Regions from separate parts of the Pan troglodytes genome. Here region 1 is linked to region 2. Evidence: chromatin contacts called from public HiChIP or PLAC-seq data. All regions are on one chromosome and are shown on one strand. Each heading gives the region's core, a stretch centred on a gene start, on an enhancer-like site or on the middle of the called end of the contact. The rest is flanking DNA. Distances are from core to core; before and after follow the strand shown.

Region 1 (2,700 bases), core at 24-2,523, 570 kb after region 2:
TTCCAACAGTTTTATTGCAATCATTTCCCCCCCGAATGATTGTCTAATCTGAACAGCAATCCATACTTCCCAGTATTCTACATCAAACCCCAGTCATCCAAATGGTTCCAGGGGCATTTACTTCCACCCCAGCCTTTCAAAAAGAGTTCCTTAACCATTTCTCACACTTTCTATAAAGAAATGAATACAGAAGCACAGAGCCCATCCACCCTAGAGTTCCACCCCCAGGACCCCTAACTCCAGCTTTCAGGGTCCATAGCAAATTTCCGCCTTTCTTCACCTCGCCCCTACCCGTTTTTTCTCTAACCACCGCCCATTTTCAGTTCTGGATGTCACTCAAACGGGAGGTCGGCTACTACTTTTTTTTCTAATCTTGTCAACTGCAGTCAGCGGCTGAAGTTGATCTATCTGGGCCACGAGGCTGGGGAAGACCAGCAGGGGGTGGCCTGCGGGCAGGCGGCCCTCATCTCCAACTGCGGTGAGGCGCCCTCGCCAAGACAAGCCCATATTTAGCCCCCTGCCATTGCCTCACCGAGCCACTCCACCCATGGAGACACACAATGATCCCTCCATTCTAAAAGGGGGCAAGAGGCATTTTCCAGCCGGCTCTGGACGAAGGGAGGGGATAAGGATGGGAAGGCAGCACCCCCCGGAGGCAGACGCCAAGAGCGGACGCGGCTGGCAGGCAGAGCCGACGGATCCGCCGAGCTCAGGAAGTCCGGAGCCCGGGAGCAGCCCAACTCCGGCTCCGGGGCAGAGAGGGAGCCCGGGAGAAAGCAGCGGAGCCCACGCCCACGGGGCAGCGGAGTGATTTACTTACATGGCTGGCGGGCGGCGGCTACCTTCCCTCCCGCGTCCCGGGCGCACACACAACTTGCTGTCTTTCTCGGGCGGGAACATCCACGGGAAACCAGACCGTCCTGCCCTTCTTTGCCTCTGTCCCTAACAGCCGCAGAACCCCGGGGCCCGACCTGGAAGAGCAGGGGTTGGCAGGAGGCGGAGGGTCTCCAGAAGCGGGCTGGCACCAGCGGAGACCCCCACTCCCTGCGAGTCCGCGGCGGCGGCTCTGGCGGAGCGCTGTGGGCGCGCGCGGGCGCCGGGGATCGCACGCAGAGGAGCGGATCTCCCTTTGGCAGGCGAAGCACGCACCGCCTCCTCCCCTCCGCTGCCCGGCCCTCCTCTTTCTCCAGTCCCCTCCCCTCGCGCCCCGGGGAACTCCGCGCAGACAGACCCAGGACGCACCGGGGACGTTCCTGGAGCGCCGGGAAGGGAGTGGGGGGTGCCCCGCTGTCCGCGCGGGTCCAGGCCCACCTCCGGGGGCAGCTTTCGCGGCTCCTCCCCTAGCCCCGAGCCCCCTCGCGCCCCCTCTCCCTGCGTCTCATTCAAAGCTGAGTGGGGAAGGCAGACAGACCGAGAAGTATGGGAGAAAGTTGCTTGTCTTCCTGGGTGACCCCGAGGGGCCACGGAAAATGACACATTTTGCCTGTTGGGGCTTTTCTGGGTTTACTGTTCGGGTTTATGCTCCTGTTTTCCTGCCGCCGTTAAAAGAAGCCGTAGACGGGAAGGAAGGCCTTAAAGAGTGGGTAAAGTGGCCCCTTTGAGATTTGAGGAGTCTTTTGAGAAGTGGTCACTTTGGAAGGCGGTGAATGAGGCGGTTGTGGACGTGGGAATTAAAGCACAGCAGACAGCCCAAGGCTCATGTATGGCATGGGGGCAGCTGCCTTTCCAGACGAGCCAGGGAGAAGGCAGGGACGGACCTCTAGCGAGCCTCTCCCAAGAGATACACTCTTTCAAAGGTCTCTCTCTCTCTTGCTGTTTCTCTGTCTCTCTCTCCCTCCCTCCCTCCCTTTCCCTTCACTTCCTCCCTCCCTTCTCCTCCATCCTGCCTCCTGATCAATTTTGCAATTTATTCCATCGTTTGATTTCTTTTCTGAGAAACAACTGATTTTTAGTTCCCCTCTGGACTTGAGGACTTCTTCCACTTGTCATTAACACTAACCCCTTTAGAAGTTTAGAGCTAGATTCAGTAGATGACTGTGGGAGTCTTTGCTGAAGACAGTATTTTAAGAAGTATGCCATCTGGGAACAGCAGTTTTTGAAGTAGACAGTTTCGCAGATATAGTTTTTGTGAGGTGTCTTTTTAGAGGAGTTGAAAGTAATAAATTGGTAGGTATATATTTCATAGCAGATTTTCAGACTGCACCATTTTAATTAGCCGTGATGGTGTACATTTTTCCCACAACGACAGCTGGAGATATGTGTTCTTTTATTATTATTTTGAAAGACCTTAAGTGATTGGTTCCAAGCCTTTTGAGGTCACAGGTCTTTTAAAAAATACGATGAAACTCATAAGGCTTCCAGAAAAAAAAATGCACAGACATATAAAGCTTTACCACAGCGATTCTGAAGAAGGAAAGGGATATTTGGCAAGGTCTGAAGATAATTTTGATTATCATAACCCATGAATGGGGAGTATTACTGGCATCTAGTTGGTAAAGACCCGAGATTCTGCTAAATACAGTGCACAGGACAGTCCCCAAAATTACCTGGGCCAAAGTGTCAATCATCTGAATGAAATATCAGGTGGTTTCCCATTCCCTTAAAGCCCATCCATGAATTCCATATTCAGAATCCCCAATTTAAGTGTTTTTGTTTTTGGTGTTGTTGTTGAGTTTAAGTTGTTTTAACTCTTCTCTTACA
Region 2 (2,700 bases), core at 75-2,574:
ACGACACCGTGCTGAGTCTCAAATGTGGCGTTAACGTAACTTAATTTCTATTTGTACTGGAAACGTATCAAGATATAAACTCCTCCATTACACGTGAGAATTCAAACCAATTTGGCAATCCTAGGACCCTTATTCTGCACAATCTCCATACAGTACCTCAAAGAGAGTCTAAATCACGAGAATTCATCTCATAAAATAATTCATGGAATCGAGTGTAATTACCTTTCTAATTTCATCCAGCACCATTTCAAAGGACTTTTTATCCATCTTGACTACTATCCCGACGTGGTTTTAACAGTTATACTTGCAATTAAAAGACGTTCATCCCTGGTCTGCTCCGCCGATAGTAAAAAATATTTATAGCTGAGGAGGAAAAAGACTCCACGAGCAAGAGAGGATGCGAAGAGGTAGAGAGTATTGCAAACTTCGCAAAAAAATTTCTAAAAACTGAGACTCAGAAAAACTTTTTTTATTAAAAAGAAAAAACACTCCAGTCAGGCTTCCCCAGCTTATTCACACAATGGTTCAGGGCACCTCGGGCAAGAGCCAGGTCCTCTGAGTTTTGCAGAAAAACCCGGGCTCGGCGGCAGGTTTGAGTGCGGTTTCCCTGCAGCTGAGGGCCAGGTGCCGCCAGAGGTAGCTCTTGAAGCCGCTTTCCCAGGTGGAGCGGCCGGCAGAGTAGAAACACCTGCGCTCAGAGTCCACGGGCGGCGGGGAGGGAGGCGCCGGTCTCTCGACCCGCACCTGCGCCTCGACCGCCGGCCGCGACCCTCACCGCCGCGAACCCGGACGCATGGTCCGGCTCGCGCTCATCCCCAGCCACTCCGCCCGACTCCTGGATACCTCGGCCCCGGCGGCAGGCGGCCCGGCAGGCTCTTTGTTACCAGCTGCTGCAGCTTCCGGGAGCGGGCCGGCGGCTGGGGAGCACCGGGAGCCGGGCGAAGAGGGGCACGGCCTCGCATAGGGGGACTCCGGAAAAACGCAGCCCCAACAGCGCCAGGCGCCCTGCCTGGTTACCCCTACAGCCCCCACCAGCTCATGGGGACCTACAATAAAGCCAGTCGCGCGCAAGTAAACTCAACACTGCGCCGCCAGCTTGGGCCCCTCTTTCCTGAAAGCCAGAGGTGGGGTCCTGGTGTGGGAATATAGGCATCCATAGCGGATGCCTGGATGGTAGGAATAGGATGTGGCAAAAATCCTTCCCGAAGCCTAGCGGTCATTATTTTGAATGACATCCCCACCATACCTCGTGTCTGAGTGTGCAATGTTTTGATTTTGCCGTCTGGATTAAAAAGAATAAATGGCGAGCCATTAAGGCATATCTACGGGCGCCCATACTTTGGTGGCCACTGGAAGTCAGCGGCGCGGACTGCCCTGAGGGCGGGAAAGGGTGGTCACTGGGTCAGCCCGAAGCACCTGACATGAGGGCGGGGACCCCGAAATGCACACGAAGTCCGGAACTGGTCTTGTGTGATTTTCATTCGCCCTGGTCTCTGTTCTTTGAGCTTTCGTACTCAAAGCTCGTGCATCCAGGGAGGGGAAACCGGAGATAGCGTCTTCGGGCCCCGGGCAGACCCTCTGTGCCGCTGCAAACCGTTGCAGCCTGAGGCTGTCAGGTCCTCCCCCAGACACCTGCGGACCCTCCCTCGCCTGGCTTCCCGTCTGGTCATGGCGAGATTCTGGGTCTGCGTAGCCGGTGCTGGCTTCTTTCTTGCATTTTTGGTTTTGCATTCGCGTTTTTGTGGCTCTCCAGTGAGTTGGGTAGTGAGGAAAGGACTGTCGGGTGTGCGGATGGCCCTGTTGGGAGGCGTCGCCACGGTCGTGGCATGGAGGTGGCAGGCCCTGGTTCCCTCAGTAGCTTGTCTCAAAGCCTGCACCTGGGTCCAGACTGCCTTGACCCTTTGAGTTTAAAAATTTGTGTATGTTACATCGCCATTTTCCTCTTTCCCAACTCTTACTACATCCTCAAATAATTTGCAGACTTGTATTGTGGTCGTGTTGGTCTTTAGGCATCTAAGCTCATTTCTTTGGAATTATTTCAGTCCAGCAAACTTCTAGTTGTCAAGGCATGCTTAAAAATAAGCCCTGTTACCCGCCCCCTCGCCCTTTTTCTGTTCTTACCTAGAGGGTAAACTAAATCTGAATTGTCTGATTTTGTTTAAGGTTTTGAGGAACTTTACTTTTGCAGTTTCCTGGAGAACTGAGAAAATTCTTTACCGGCTGGATGTGGGTTGGCCTAAGCACCCAGAATATTTTACCGGAACAACATTTTGTGTTGCAGTTGACTCCCTCAATGGATTGGTTTACATAGGTCAAGTAAGTAAATAGAGATTTAAAAAAATTATGAACACAAACGAAGTAACAGCCTTCCTGTCTTGCTGTAGTAACTGACCATATGCGTTTATATCATGCTAATTGTGCAATTTATTTTTGAGTTGGTCTCAAGTATTTTGGTTTCGAATGTGAAAGATATGTTAGATTTTGAAAGTGGTTTTTGTAGTAAAATTCTCAGTTATTTTTTTTCTTCGCCAAGATACAGATTACCTTTCCTTTAAACTGATCCTAAGAAGTTATTTTTTGTATACCTTCAGAGAGGGGATAACATCCCAAAGATATTAGTGTTCACAGAGGATGGATATTTCCTACGAGCCTGGAATTATACAGTTGACACACCTCATGGTATATTTGCAGCCAGTACTC

The links. HiChIP or PLAC-seq counts read pairs in DNA pulled down with a chosen protein or histone mark.
Region 1: an H3K4me3 HiChIP or PLAC-seq map of stem cell-derived excitatory neurons shows a contact between it and region 2, with 5 times the contacts expected there. The contact joins the promoter of LHFPL6 here to the promoter of NHLRC3 in region 2. A contact is called at or near these places in 1 of 7 Hi-C or Micro-C datasets (induced pluripotent stem cells) and 1 of 1 datasets of contacts at active chromatin or transcription factors (stem cell-derived excitatory neurons).

The regions. Positions count from the first base shown.
Region 1 is chr14:38,715,646-38,718,345 of NHGRI_mPanTro3-v2.0_pri, forward strand. It overlaps LHFPL6 (LHFPL tetraspan subfamily member 6), which reads right to left and starts at 1,274. Exons shown (of 4, transcript XM_001147653.8): 1 at 821-1,274.
Region 2 is chr14:38,146,294-38,148,993 of NHGRI_mPanTro3-v2.0_pri, forward strand. NHLRC3 (NHL repeat containing 3) reads left to right here and starts at 1,325. Exons shown (of 7, transcript XM_509638.9): 1 at 1,325-1,752; 2 at 2,164-2,316; 3 at 2,592-2,700. The coding sequence starts at 1,669. It overlaps PROSER1 (proline and serine rich 1), which reads right to left and starts at 1,396. Exons shown (of 13, transcript XM_509637.9): 1 at 223-1,396. The coding sequence starts at 267.